Linked DNA regions of Rattus norvegicus: region 2 is linked to region 1. Evidence: chromatin contacts called from public Hi-C data. All regions are on one chromosome and are shown on one strand. The core of a region is the stretch at or near the end of the contact, and the rest is flanking DNA. Distances in the headings are between cores, read along the strand shown.

Region 1 (6,427 bases), core at 1,489-3,988:
TTGTGATTAGGTAAAATACAATAATTTTCAATTGCCAAGGTTTGTTTTGTGGCCCACCATATAATCTGCTGTGAGGCACTCAGGTGTCAGGGAAAAGTGTATGTATTCTGCAGCTCTCGGATGAGTTGTTCTAAATGTGTCTTCTCGGCCCATTGATTGTCAGACAGGATTGACTATTGTGGTTTCATCTGTGTGTATGCTAAGGGGCTCTTTTTCTTATTTGAGTCTGTCACCTTTGTGGATTCGATCGCCTTATGTGTTGAGTTCTTTCAGTTTCTGATAAGGTGATCGATCCCCTTATCATTATAGAATGACTTTCCATGTTTCTTTTTGTTGCTTTTGATTAAAATTACTTCTTCTGGGGAAGAGGGGCTAGGAACGGGATGGTGGGGGAGGGGTGCAGAGGAGGGACTGCGGTCAGGATCTAAAGTGAATTAAAACACTACCTCTTCCAATGTAAATGTAGATAATAACTCCTTTTTAGAATCTGTGTGTGTGAAATACCCATTTCTTCCCAGTAGCTTGTAGTATACATGTATTCTTAAAGGTATTCATCCCATGATTGAACCTTTTCATTTTTGTTACATGTACTTCAGCATGTGTAATGTGTGCATACATGTGTGGTAGGAGATGCAGGTACGTCCCACGCAGGTGGACATGGTGAACAGAAGACATTTACAGGGTTAGTTCTCTCCTGCCACCATGTAGGACCCAGCAGTTGAACCAGCTGTCAAGCGGAGTGACAAGTGTATGTGTTTACCCACTGAACAATGCTGTGAGCCTTAATTGGGGCTCTCAAATAATTCACTGTTCTGACGAGACAGCTGGCTGGGCAAGTGGCCCAGGACCGTCTGTAACTCCAGCCTCAGAGGCTCTAATGGCCTGTCTGACCCCCTACACGTGTGGATGGATATGCACACATGCAGATAAAGCACTCCTACATAAAATAATAAATCCCTGCTATTCTGTCCTTTACCTGGAGAGTTTGCCTGGTTTGAAGTTAATGTCATTATTCATGTCGGGATATCCTAGAGCCATTTTATAACTTTTTAAATTGACTTTGTTCTCTTCTTTGTAGTTCCTTTCTTGCCTTCAAATAAAAGTGTGCTTACATTCCAACCCTCCCTGCATTTTGAATTTTTTGATATCCCATAGGACCTCTTTTGAACATTTCGTAGCTCCTAGCATGCTAACATAGTTGTTGTTTTGTCAGGCTTTCTTCCTGCACTACCATAAACCCGTCATGCTGCCCGTCCCTGCTTTGTCCCTGTGGGCCTTGCTGTAAGTCCTCTGTCAGATGACTGGGACACCTTTGAATATTATTTTCTTTTTTTCCTGCTCCTTAAGAATCCTGTCTTTAGCTTTTGAAGCTGGCATACGTGTTTTATGTTATAACTTTATGAATTGTGAACTTGACATGTAATCTTTGGCCTTTGTGTATGTAGCTACTTGAATGTCTTTCTATGTTTAGGGGTTTTCTGTTACCATCTTTGAATAAACTTTCTACTGCTTTGGCTTCTCAAGTCTGTTTGGTCTGATGACTCCCAACAGTGGCACAACAGATCCCTCTCCTCAACCTTTGTTGGCTCCTGTGGCTCTGTTTGCAGAGCCTGTCTTTGAACCCTGGGTTTTGCTGCTGGTGTCTTCTGTCACATTTTCCCTTTCGTTTTATATGCTTTCCAGTTCAAGGATTTGTTTGAGTTTTGTTCCTTTCTTCCTGCTGCTCCTCTTTGCCCTATGCGTAAGCGCTTGTGGACATTTTTCCTGTGTGTTCACCTGAATTTGAGTTCTCAGTGAGTGACAATTTTACGTTTTCCATGAGTTCATAAACATTGCTCAGTTTCTGGCCCTGTTTTGTGCTTGTGGTGAGATCATAGGTCTGTAAATTTTCCTTATGCTTGTTGGAATCACACGGATACCTATGCTTTTAACAGTTCGATAAAAGCCATTCTCTTGTCATTTGTCCCTTCCTTCTAGGACTTCTAAATGAGGATTCTAGTTTTCTCTGAGCCTGTGGTCACTATTGCTGTATCACCACTAGATGGTGCCCTAAGTATGAATTTGCAATGTGTCCCCACCTGGTTTACTTACCTGCACTGCTTCTGCTGTAGAAGCCCTAAGCCAACTTGGCCAAATGTGAACTTGATATATTGTTTAAGATGGAGTTTATGAATGCCTAAAAAGGATACTTTGCCACTTCAAACCTTTATTGGAGCCAAGAGACACAATGTTCATTTTTACTCATTTCCTGTATTTTATTTGATACTTATCTGACCATGGGAGGATCCCTGATAAAATTCTGAAGTAACAGTTTGGTACCTGCTCTTTCTTCTCTCATCTTCGCTGCCTGGGTTTGGAGAGTGTATGGGCTGGCAGTGTCCTGAGCACCTACTGCCACTTACACCTAGAGCCCAGGTCCAGTTGAGTCAGTGGTGTGACCGAGTCCCACCTGAGACTCATGCAGCCAGCTGCAGGTGACTTTAGCAAGGATACAGTTCTGTCTGGGGTATCAGTATACCAACAGGCAGGACTGGAGGTTCTGTCTATAGACACTAAGCAGGAACTATTTGCATTCACTGATGCTGAATTTCACTCACTTAGCACTGATTTGGGCTTAATTTAAACTCTTCCGCCATCCAGAGAGCAGAGTCCTTCCCTGTGTTCTATTGCACAAAACTGAGGAAAGGACAGTAGGCAGGGCACTTGACTGTCAAGGCAAACATAGTCCAGAGGGCCAAGGCCACTGACCTGGTGACACCTGCCATGGAGCTGGATTCAGGACTGTTTCACTGTGGGTTCACACCGTGTCAGCTCTTGCTTTATGGAAGGAGTTCCCTTTCTTGCCCAAATGGGAGATGTTTCCTTGGCTGCTGTGTTGCTTGTGTGTAGGGAAACTGAGACGCAGGCAAAAGCTTTCCTCCTGCTTTCTTCAGTGCATCTTTGTAATCGTTACCCTGAGACCAAGTGCTGTGATAACTTACCTGGTTTCCTTCGCTCTGGGAAGGAAGCGGGTTCTCTCATGAGGATATGCCTGACCACTGTGTGAGTGGGAAGCCTGCCACTGGCGTCTACCCACATTTTGCCCTACAATCTTGTTATCTTCCATAACAGACATAGCGCTCTCTCCTAATGATATATTCACCTCCCAAAAGCCCCAGGCTGACACATCTTCACACTGAAGAGTGGTTTTCAATGTCTGATTTTTGAGGAAATATAGCCTTTCGGTTTGCAAGAAGTCTCTTAAAATCAGTTACAGATGTATTCTTTAAACTCTTTTAGGTACTCTTAAAGTAGTAGTGATATGATTAAAGCATAAATTAAGGTGACTGCACTTAAGTCTGTTACTGAAGTTTTAGGACGAGAGCCCCAACACTTCAAGATGTAGCTGACTTATCTTTGGCTACCTGCTATACCAATTAAAGAGAGGTAAGGGGTGAAAAGCCACACAGGAGATGTAATCAATGTAGCATACTGCAAAGGACATACATAAAAGCATTCAGTGGCCCTAGGTACATATTTGGAAAGAGAGGAAATTGGGGAAGGGAAAAGACATACACACACACACACACACACACACACACACACACACACACACACATAAGCAGATTGGACAAGGTGTGGCCTTGTTGATCATTGTCTCATTTCTGCTCCTCTGCAGTCATACAGCAAAGTTCCAGTGGTAAAGGTGGGATTTCTCACTATCATAGAGAATGGTCTTCATTTGGATGGTAGTCTGTTGGCTCCCAGCTATTCAGGGGTATTTAGAAGGTTCTTAAGCACCTATCATAAAGGTGCTTACTGATTGATAATCTTGTTCCTACAATCCCAGGTAACTGGGATTTTAATCCCACGTTTTAGGACAGTACCTAAATTCTAGGCATTTTATCTAGTTTTTAGTTACCCTGTGGGCTGAGTTATGAGTTAGTATATTTTAGCAAAAGTGGTTTCTTCTGCTACCTCTGCTGTGTGTACATACTTATCACTGTCCTTCATTCAGGTTTATAAATCTGAAGATAATTTATAGTTAGTTTAAGGCTATAAATATTATTAGTCTGCTCAAGAATGTACTCTTTCGGAATGGCTTCAAGACGGTGTATTTGTCTTTAATGCAGTTTTCCTTCCCCTCCGCTAAGCCATCATGTCTTGTTTCTTTTGCACCAGCAGCATGTGGAGAGCAGCAACCCCCCTCCCCCCATAACGATGTGTTAGCTCTAATCTCCTGAGACTTTGGAAACTGACAACTGAACTTATATGAATTGTATATTTTTAAAAATTGAATTCCAAATAAATTCCTCAAGGCTTTCATCCTGGTAATAATGCCTTCAGCTTTCTACATGGGGCTTGTAATTTGGTTGAATGAGCAAACCTGCTTTCCTTGAATGTCCTGCTTCGCTTTGCTCAAAGAAATTGCATTTTGTGTATATCTGATTTTCTGATATGACCGTGTAGCGTATTGTTATGTATATAGAAAATTGAATCTTCAGTTCCTAACGTAAGAGGATGAGCTTCTGAGTGGAGTTTTTCAGTGATCTATTTAACATGTTTGATGTTTGGCTATCAAGCTTATGTAAAAAGTATAGTAAGAGACTGTTACCAAAGCTATGGTTTGAAAAGGTTAGGACTTTGACTCAGAATAATAGGTATTTAATATTGTTGCAACACAATGTTGCCATGAATATGATATGTATGTGCGCAGGGGGCAATTGTATATATCTGCATGTATATATATGATACATATTTCATTTAGCATATGTAATTTAACATGTTTACAACACAGTATTTATCTTTTCTATATGTAATGTGTTTTTCTCATTTTTAACATAATTTTTTGTATTCATTAATTTTATGTCTTCTGTTTGATTTACTTACTATTCAGCACTAAAACATGTTTAACAGAAATAGTTAGACTTTTTTTCCTCCAGCCCTTCAGAAATATCATTGTTTCTGATCTTTTTCTAAGTTTCTTTTTATTTTTAAATTATTTTAATGTGTTGAACATTTCGTACAATGAGTTATTTTAGGTTATGTTTTGGCCTGTTCCAAGAGTGATTTCCATGAAATAGAAATTGAAAGACAAGTGGGAAAACCTTGTTTTTGAATACTTTTGTAGGGCCATGCCATGCTTGAAGTGCAAGTTTTCAGAAGTGATTTTGATGCTGTCCTAGTGAAAGTGTTAGCAATTTTAATTGTGTTATCTTGATTTGATGGCTCCATAGTATAAAATTCTTACTGTTGGTAAGAGGTGACTTGACTCTTTAAAGCACAGTGAGCTGTGGATCCTGGGCATGCGACTGCTGCAGTGCCACCCCTACTCCTGTGAGAATGACCTTAAAGGCCACGCACATTTCAGTGTGATTGAGTAATGAGCTCACGTAACACGAACACTTAAGAATGTTGTGTAGTCTGAATAATTATTACAGCAAAGGACAGGACTTCGTTCTTTCAGCATGGGTGGCTCTGGGGGACCCAAAGATTAAATATGACAAAAATATTTTAATATTTTATCATATAAAGTATTTCATTTACGAATTTTGAAGTTTGCTTTTTCTCTTTCTTTTTCTTTTAATGCCAAAGACACATAAAGGAATTGATAATAAGAAATGTTAAAAATCATTATATGTGTGTGTTTACTGAAATTGGTTTGTTTGAATAGTTTTATTCTGTTCCTAATCAAGGAAAAAAGAAGGCTTATTTCTTAAAATGATTACAAAATTTTATTTGGTTATATGAAAAATCTTGCATATAAATATTCCTATGTCTTTATTTGCTTGACTGTTGTCAGACTTACTGAGTTCTTTTTTTTTTTTTTCTTTTTTTCCTGTTACTTTCCTGGTATTTTCTAAGGGTCCTTTGCTGTGGTGTCTGCACTTTGACCCAGAGCTTGTGTGTCTGGTTATTTGACCATTGGAGAGGTGTATCATGTGCTTCAGTCAGTGAGCGCGACAAATGCAAATCAAGTTAGAGTTGGAGAGCTTGGCTCTACTCACGCGGCAGGTTCAGGCTGTCGGTGGTGCTGACTTCCTCAGAGTGTTTAAAGGTTTTGGGCTTTTTTGTTTTGATTTGGTTTGGTTTGGTTTGGTTTTCTGGCTCATGTAAGAATCAGACTACCAAAAAAAAAAAAATACTCTCCTGTCAAAACTCCTTAAGACATGTGGCACTGATGTGTCTCAAGAGTGCTTCCTTATGTCAGAAGAGTCAGGTTTGGGAGGTGACGGGGAGGGAGGTGAGGGAAATCCCTAGTTACAGGGGAACGTTCGATGCTCTTACTGAAAACTAACTTTAGAACATGGTTCAGAGTTTTCCTCATGGACCAGGCAAATGCTTGTGGAGATTCTCTGTGGCTTTGCCTAGATGTTTTACTAGGTAAAGACTGGTGTGTCTGAGACGAACACCAGCACAGGAACAAGCCCAGATACCCGATTGGAAC
Region 2 (6,427 bases), core at 1,698-4,197, 76 kb after region 1:
GTATGTGTGTATATTTTTTCCTGGGGTCAGAGATTATACAGATATAATGCAATTTTATATTTACCTTGTTCTCTGTATGGAAAGAAAAAACTTTCACTGTTTGCCAACCCTTGGGAAAAGGAAGTGTTACCATCAACAAGTAGGGTTAAGGTTATTTCAAATGGGATCAGTATGTTCCTAGCCTAAGACTTGGAGCAGCTAATGTAGGTCTGCCTCCATTACACGTGTACATCTGAAATACAGACTATAGATTTCCCTTCATCCTGGAAATTCCTCACATTTCCCCAACTTAGATATGAGCCCTAGATTCCCAGGCTTTTCTGCAGCATCAGAAACAGTAGCCACCACAGAGTAAAAAATAGACCCTGAGTGTTCTCACGTGCTGTGCTCCTGACTACAGAGCCTATCACATCAGTCTCCTGAGCACGGTGCAGAGTGAGAAGCAGCGCATGTGAATGGCTACAAGTCTCCCCTTGATTTCCTCCTTAACATGAGCTGGCCCATGGGATATAAAGTAAGACACTGCCCTCACTGTTCTTAAAGGCGTTCTACATTTGCATTATCATGACGTAGAGTCTGAGCGTTTGATTGAATTACCCAGTTTACACAAGCAGTCCACTCTTGCTAGGGCAAGAGGAAGGACTGATTGGCCGTGGCATTATTTTACTGAGCAATAATTAGCAGACATCTGCATAGGCATAAACCTCCATGACTTATGCAGAAGCCGTGTAAAGGCAAACAGAAAGCATGTGCAAGACTCGTCTCCACCTGCACTCTCTTCACCCACCTCATCGTGTGCAGTGCAGGAGCGAGCCTTTCCCAAGCATTTCCAGATGCATCGCTATCGTCTCGTGTAACAGTTATAATCCATATATAAAAGGTACCAGACATATACCTAAGAATGGGTTATACATGGGAGTCACCTGAGACTGGACTCACCTGAATACAAGAGATAGTCAGTACTCCACAAGGTCAGGAATGGCAGAGTTACCAGTCCTTCAAATAGAGGGAAATGGCATGTGTGTCGCTGATAGTGGGAAAAGGTCTGCAGTGTCCCCATAATCCTTTAAGAACAACTCAAGGTACCGCACAGGTGTCCGTAAGAAATCCTGAGCTTCCACATCCTTGTCTACACTCCGTCTGCCTGGCCTAGGGTCAGGGCTTCCTTAGCCCTGTGTGTGAAGACGACAGTCATGTCCTGTTTTATTTTCAGAAGTCTTGTACCAGACAGTCCGTAGTTAACCTTCAACTTGTGTAGAAAATGGATTGAGCTATACTGTTGAGTGTGTTCTCGTGGGCTAAGCCTCTGGAGTGAATGCAGAGCGCGCTTTGATGCAGGTTAGAGTCCGTCCTCTGCAGCATTTATCTGGCAGCTTCCTGTACTCACTGCTGAAGTGGCTGAATTCGCAGCTTCAGGGTACAGTAGCACTGCCCTACATACATCTTAAAAGTAGACTAAGCAGGCAAGAATGCTTTTTCATATATTTACAACTTAAAATTTGCTTACAATCAAATTTTCAGATGTTTTTGCTTAGTTCTTTAAACATGGATTTTTAATGAGTTTAGCTGTAGATTTTGTAATCTACATATTTCTGTTCATAAGTTTTGAGAACTACTTCTTAGTTTAATTTATCTTCCAAAAAGTCTTTACTGACAAGCCAGTATATGAATTTTATCACTGACATGATTGATCTATTATTCAGCAAAATAAAGGAAAGAAATTGTTGAATAGTCTCAGATAAGTTGGAAGCTTTATGTTAAAAATCTTATTTTTATGACAATTTGGGTTTTTTAAACATTCATAACCATCTATGTCTTATCTGATGTACAAAGAGAAAAGTTTCAAAACTATATTAAAATTTTCCCAAACTATATTAATTATTTTAAGGAGTTTTAATGAGTTATCACAGAAAGTTAATAACACTTTTTTCATTTAAGAGACTAGTATTATATCATCCATGATATAACATCCATGTTACATGGCTGTATTGCCTCTGACATTTTTCAGATATCAAATTTCTATTTTATAAAGAAAGGGGAGAGATTGATATAGCCTGTTATTCTCTGTTAATCAGGATGATTTAAGATTCTTTTCCATTTCTAGGACTTACTCATTCAGTAGTGTAGTCTAACTAGAGTTCTGCTTGGTGCTTAGATGACTGTAACTAAACGTGGTTATTTCCAGTTTACAGTTAGGCGTGCCCGGCTAGAGCGCGGTAGTGCTCATGTGCTAACTTTGGGTTGTTTAAGGCATTGACTTTACAGCATGTTTAGTTTCTTTTCATTCCTTGTTAGTATTCCTCCGTACCTAATAGTCTCCTGCCCCACCTCCGACAAGAACGTTCCTCTCTGTTCAAACATCACAAGCGTTTTCCTTTTGGCATTGCTTCCCAGCTCCCCGAGCAGTGTAAGCAAATTGGAAAGTTCAGCTGTCATTCTTGGAAGGTCATAGATCACACCAGCAGCCCAAGTAATCCAAGAGGTTTTAAGCATCATAGCATTTAGTTTAAAGTGAAATTTGCTCTGACAGGGCTGGCAGACCAATAGGAAAAAGAAATGTTTGTGCTTGGAAAAGTGCATGTGTAGAGGCCTGGAGCGTAACTGACGGCTGGAAGCGGTTTCAGTCTGAAAACAAATCATTAAGAGAGTGCAAGGGGTAAAACACACAGTTCATATTTTAAAGAGTCAAAATGAACCAGCAACGTAGGTTAGCATTACACAGTCATTAGCTCGGGTGCTCACATTTAACTCACTCGGTACCAGACGGCTGGTTAGTCTGTCCCTGAGAAAACATTGCTACCAAGGCGATCCTCTGCACGTGACACGTCTGACAGTTTTGTGCCTTAAGAAGAAGAAAGGCATCGTGATAGATCACATGAGTGTGGCCAGTGACAGGGGACCAGTGACAGGCAAGCAGTTATTTGAAGGAGGTGCTAATGACAGTTTACTGATGTGGAACTTACGCAAGCCACTCGGTACGTGCCGGGGTGCGAGGCATTGCTTGACAGCACAGAACCCGCCAGTAGGTTCAGAAAGTTCTCGTGCACAATTGAAGACATGTAGTCAAAGAGAGCTAGACGCTGTGCCCTAACTAAAAGACTTCTCTAGAAGCCAGAGAGCACTGCAGGCGGAGGCGGCTTCTCACCTCAGCTTGAGAGTCAGATACAGCGAGTTGTCTGAGGCACCAGCGCTACAAGTAAGAGAAGGGAGGAACTAGTTAGTAGCCGCAGCTCCTTTCATCAACTGTTGTTCTCTTTGGAAAGCCAGTCTAAAATCAGAACAATACAAAATTTATAAATATTTTCCTTGAATGTCCAGAACAAATAAAACAAGAATAGAAAGAATTTCTAGTAAAGGGGACGATGAGGCTAATGAGGAAGGGCTCTTGACGTGCAGATTTGAAAAAAAAAAAAAGACAAATTCAGAAACCACTTCCATGTATGGAAATGCTTGTGATTTCCTTCTTGATTGACAGCCCACTCTTACCCCGACAAGTGTTAGCCATTACTCTGGGCTAGTGAAATAAAAACATCTAATTCTCTCTCAATTGGTGCTAAGAAGACAAGTCTCTAAGTTCCTTCATTTCTCCCTTCATGCACTGTGTGCTGTGCCGTCAGGACTCCCAGGAGTGGGCATGTCACTGTTTGTCAGAGTTGTTCTTTCTCTCCCTCCTGGACCTGGTCAGGGTGCCGCAGAGGAAACTGTAGGTCTGCAGTGGGCGGGGACAAGTATTAATTGAGATTACAGGGAAGTCAGAGAAGTGGGATTTCACTACCAATCGGAATAAATGAAAGACACTTTTTACACACGCCCGTCCATTGGTGTGAATTCGTTTTTATCTGAAGCATCACATAGTCACTAACTGGAGGAATCCGCCCCACAGTCTTTTCCCCTTCCAGCTGACGGATGTCATTAACAATGCTTTTAATGAGTCCCAGACGAATGATTTAAATACAGCTTCCCACCCAATACTTACATAATTTGCCCTTTATTTTGAAAAAATGAAATTTCATTTAAAGATATTATTCATGGGGCTGGAAAGCTGGCTAAGTAATTAAGAACAATTTCTACTCCTTCAAAGGACCTGAGTCAGTTTCCAGCACCCACGTCAAGCAACTCACAACCACATCTGACTCTGGCTGTGGGGATGCAACACTTCCGGTCTCTGGAGGCACCTGCACACATGTGGCACACACAGGTACACACACAAAGAAAACAGACCCCCTGAGTATTATTTATGTTTCACTTTATTAATAATAAAAGGCAAAATATAATTATGTGTATACAACACACAAAAGGAAATTAAAATTACGACTAAACTGTGTCTTTGTGTGTGTGTACATATGACAGACTCATTAAAAGACTGCATAATTATACTCTTGCATTTCATTTTCTCAATGATACAGTGATTCAATTTCAAAACAAATTAATGCCTTAGAGAAATCTAAAATACATGTGTACAACAGTTAAACTTACAAAAGACATAAACGTTTTTGCTGTTGGTTCCATGACAGTTTTCAAACTATGCAGTCAGAATAGTACTTTAATGTGCAGGTTTAACTTTTCACTTGCAAGCAAGCTAGGCATAGTGGCTCACACTTTTAATTCCAGCACTTGGGAAGCTCAGAGGTAGGCTGGTCTCTGTGAGTCCCAGGCCAGCCAGAGCTACACAGTGATACACTGTCACAAAAAAAGAAAAAAGAAAAGAAAAAGTCAGTGTGGAAGACAGTCACTTAAGCCCCACGGTCACAGACTTTACGTTCAGGGACAGGTGTTTCCTATTTTGTGTGAACTAGATTATTTCACACTTATAAAATTGAAGACATTAGTTATCTGAGGAAGCAAAACTTCACTCCATGCGTGTTAAATAGTTTAAATGCAATTAGCTGTTTTAAAACTCAGTGGCACATTCTGAGTACAGTGGTAAGACAAGCTCGCCATCTAGTGGCGATTTTGTAAATTACATTTGGGCGCCCGTTCTGAGACCTTATTAGGTATTATTTACTTGTGTGGCATTTCTCTTCCTACACCAGGGATTTCAAAAACATGGAATTTTCTTACTATTAAAGTCAAACTAGCTTCCTAACCTGTCTGACAGCCCCATGGAATATTTCATGAAGTACTTCCTCTACTCATGGGGAAGGCTCTCTCATTCAGATTATCTGTAGTTATTAAAACTTTGAGTCAGTTTTAAAACCACAGTCTTAGCTCTCAGTTCCAACCTAGAAAAGTTTTGTAACTAAACTTTCATTTCAAAAGCTAGAAAGATAGACCAACAGGATGTCCCCCGACACGTGCTGTCAAACCTGACAGGCTCAGGTCAGCCTCAGGACCACGGACGGAAAGAAAGAGATCCATCGTTCCCACAAGTAGTTGTCCGACCTCCACAAGTGTGGGCACAGTGCACTGCACATACACACAGCCTTTGCTGTGAACTGTAGCAATTTGCTGATTGTTGTTTACAGGACTCGAGGCATGGGCAGATACACTCCCTGCTAAATGTTTGACGTGTGTTTGAGCTCATCCAACACCTTTTTTTTTTTTTTAACCATAGATAAGTTTCTAAAACTCAGGATAGGTTTTTTCAAAACTATTGAGTTCTCCAGAGAGTTTTACCTCAGTCCACTCGTCACTGGAGACCTGAAGTCCTGTGCTAGTTCATACCACACACTTGAGACTTCAACCAGAACGCACCGCGGGCTGCTCTCTGGCTGCTACTGTGTCTTACTCCGGCCTCTATGCCATCTGCATCTCGTTTAGCCCGTGCAATCCTACCTGTCTCTCCAGACTCGTCCATCCATCCCGATACTCTTCGTTCAAGTTACAGTCTTATTGAGTACATTGTTCATGCACATTGGGTTGCACTAATAAGACCAAGAGGTGGGGTCCCCGTGTGTGCTGTACTTGGTTCAGATGAGACTGAGCACCATCAGGGTAGTGTGGCTCTCAGCTGCTGAAGTGATCTCACCCACATCAAAAGTATCATAGATACTTAGTGAAACTCTTAAGTTATTTCAGAAAACATGAAGCGGACAGACTGTGTCCCGATGACTAAATTAACAGGGTAGTGACCAGGAGAATAGACTCCATGTATGATTGCAAAGAGTAATTCTGCGGTTACAGGGAAAGGGTTTGAGAAGAGTATAATAAACCTTCCAGCGGTCTGCCATACCCACACATGGAAGCTGCCTTCATGGAGTTCAAACGCCGCGTGTCTAGGAGTTCAGACAAGGTCCGAGTGAGCTCTGGCAGCAGTGTTGTGAGTTAAAGTACAAACAAGATTGTTTTAAAATATTTTCAGTCTCAGAGCCTATGTGCTCATGAAAAAAATGGATCAAAAGTATTCTCTCTCATGCTGACGTCCACTAATGACTTTATTACGGTTTGTACTTGTCTTGATGCCTTAGTTTAAAGAAGGAAAAATCAG

What was found. A called contact is a pair of places that touch in the nucleus more often than the background predicts.
Region 2: a Hi-C map of liver shows a contact between it and region 1, with 7 times the contacts expected there. The contact joins two enhancer-like sites. A contact is called at or near these places in 10 of 12 Hi-C or Micro-C datasets (the A7r5 cell line, the Rat2 cell line, Schwann cells and 5 more) and 1 of 1 datasets of contacts at active chromatin or transcription factors (oligodendrocytes).

Annotation. Positions count from the first base shown.
Region 1 is chr13:78,710,128-78,716,554 of GRCr8, forward strand. The region is part of intron 10 of Kifap3 (kinesin-associated protein 3); the gene reads left to right. Among named protein-coding and RNA genes, the nearest start is that of Kifap3, 42 kb to the left of the region's middle. Within about 2 kb of position 2,739, at least 7 of the 93 cell types and tissues checked have an H3K27ac peak or open chromatin away from gene starts, as enhancers often do. A contact at or near this core is called in liver, where this site is marked.
Region 2 is chr13:78,786,159-78,792,585 of GRCr8, forward strand. The region is part of intron 19 of Kifap3 (kinesin-associated protein 3); the gene reads left to right. Among named protein-coding and RNA genes, the nearest start is that of Scyl3, 22 kb to the right of the region's middle. Within about 2 kb of position 2,948, at least 6 of the 93 cell types and tissues checked have an H3K27ac peak or open chromatin away from gene starts, as enhancers often do. A contact at or near this core is called in liver, where this site is marked.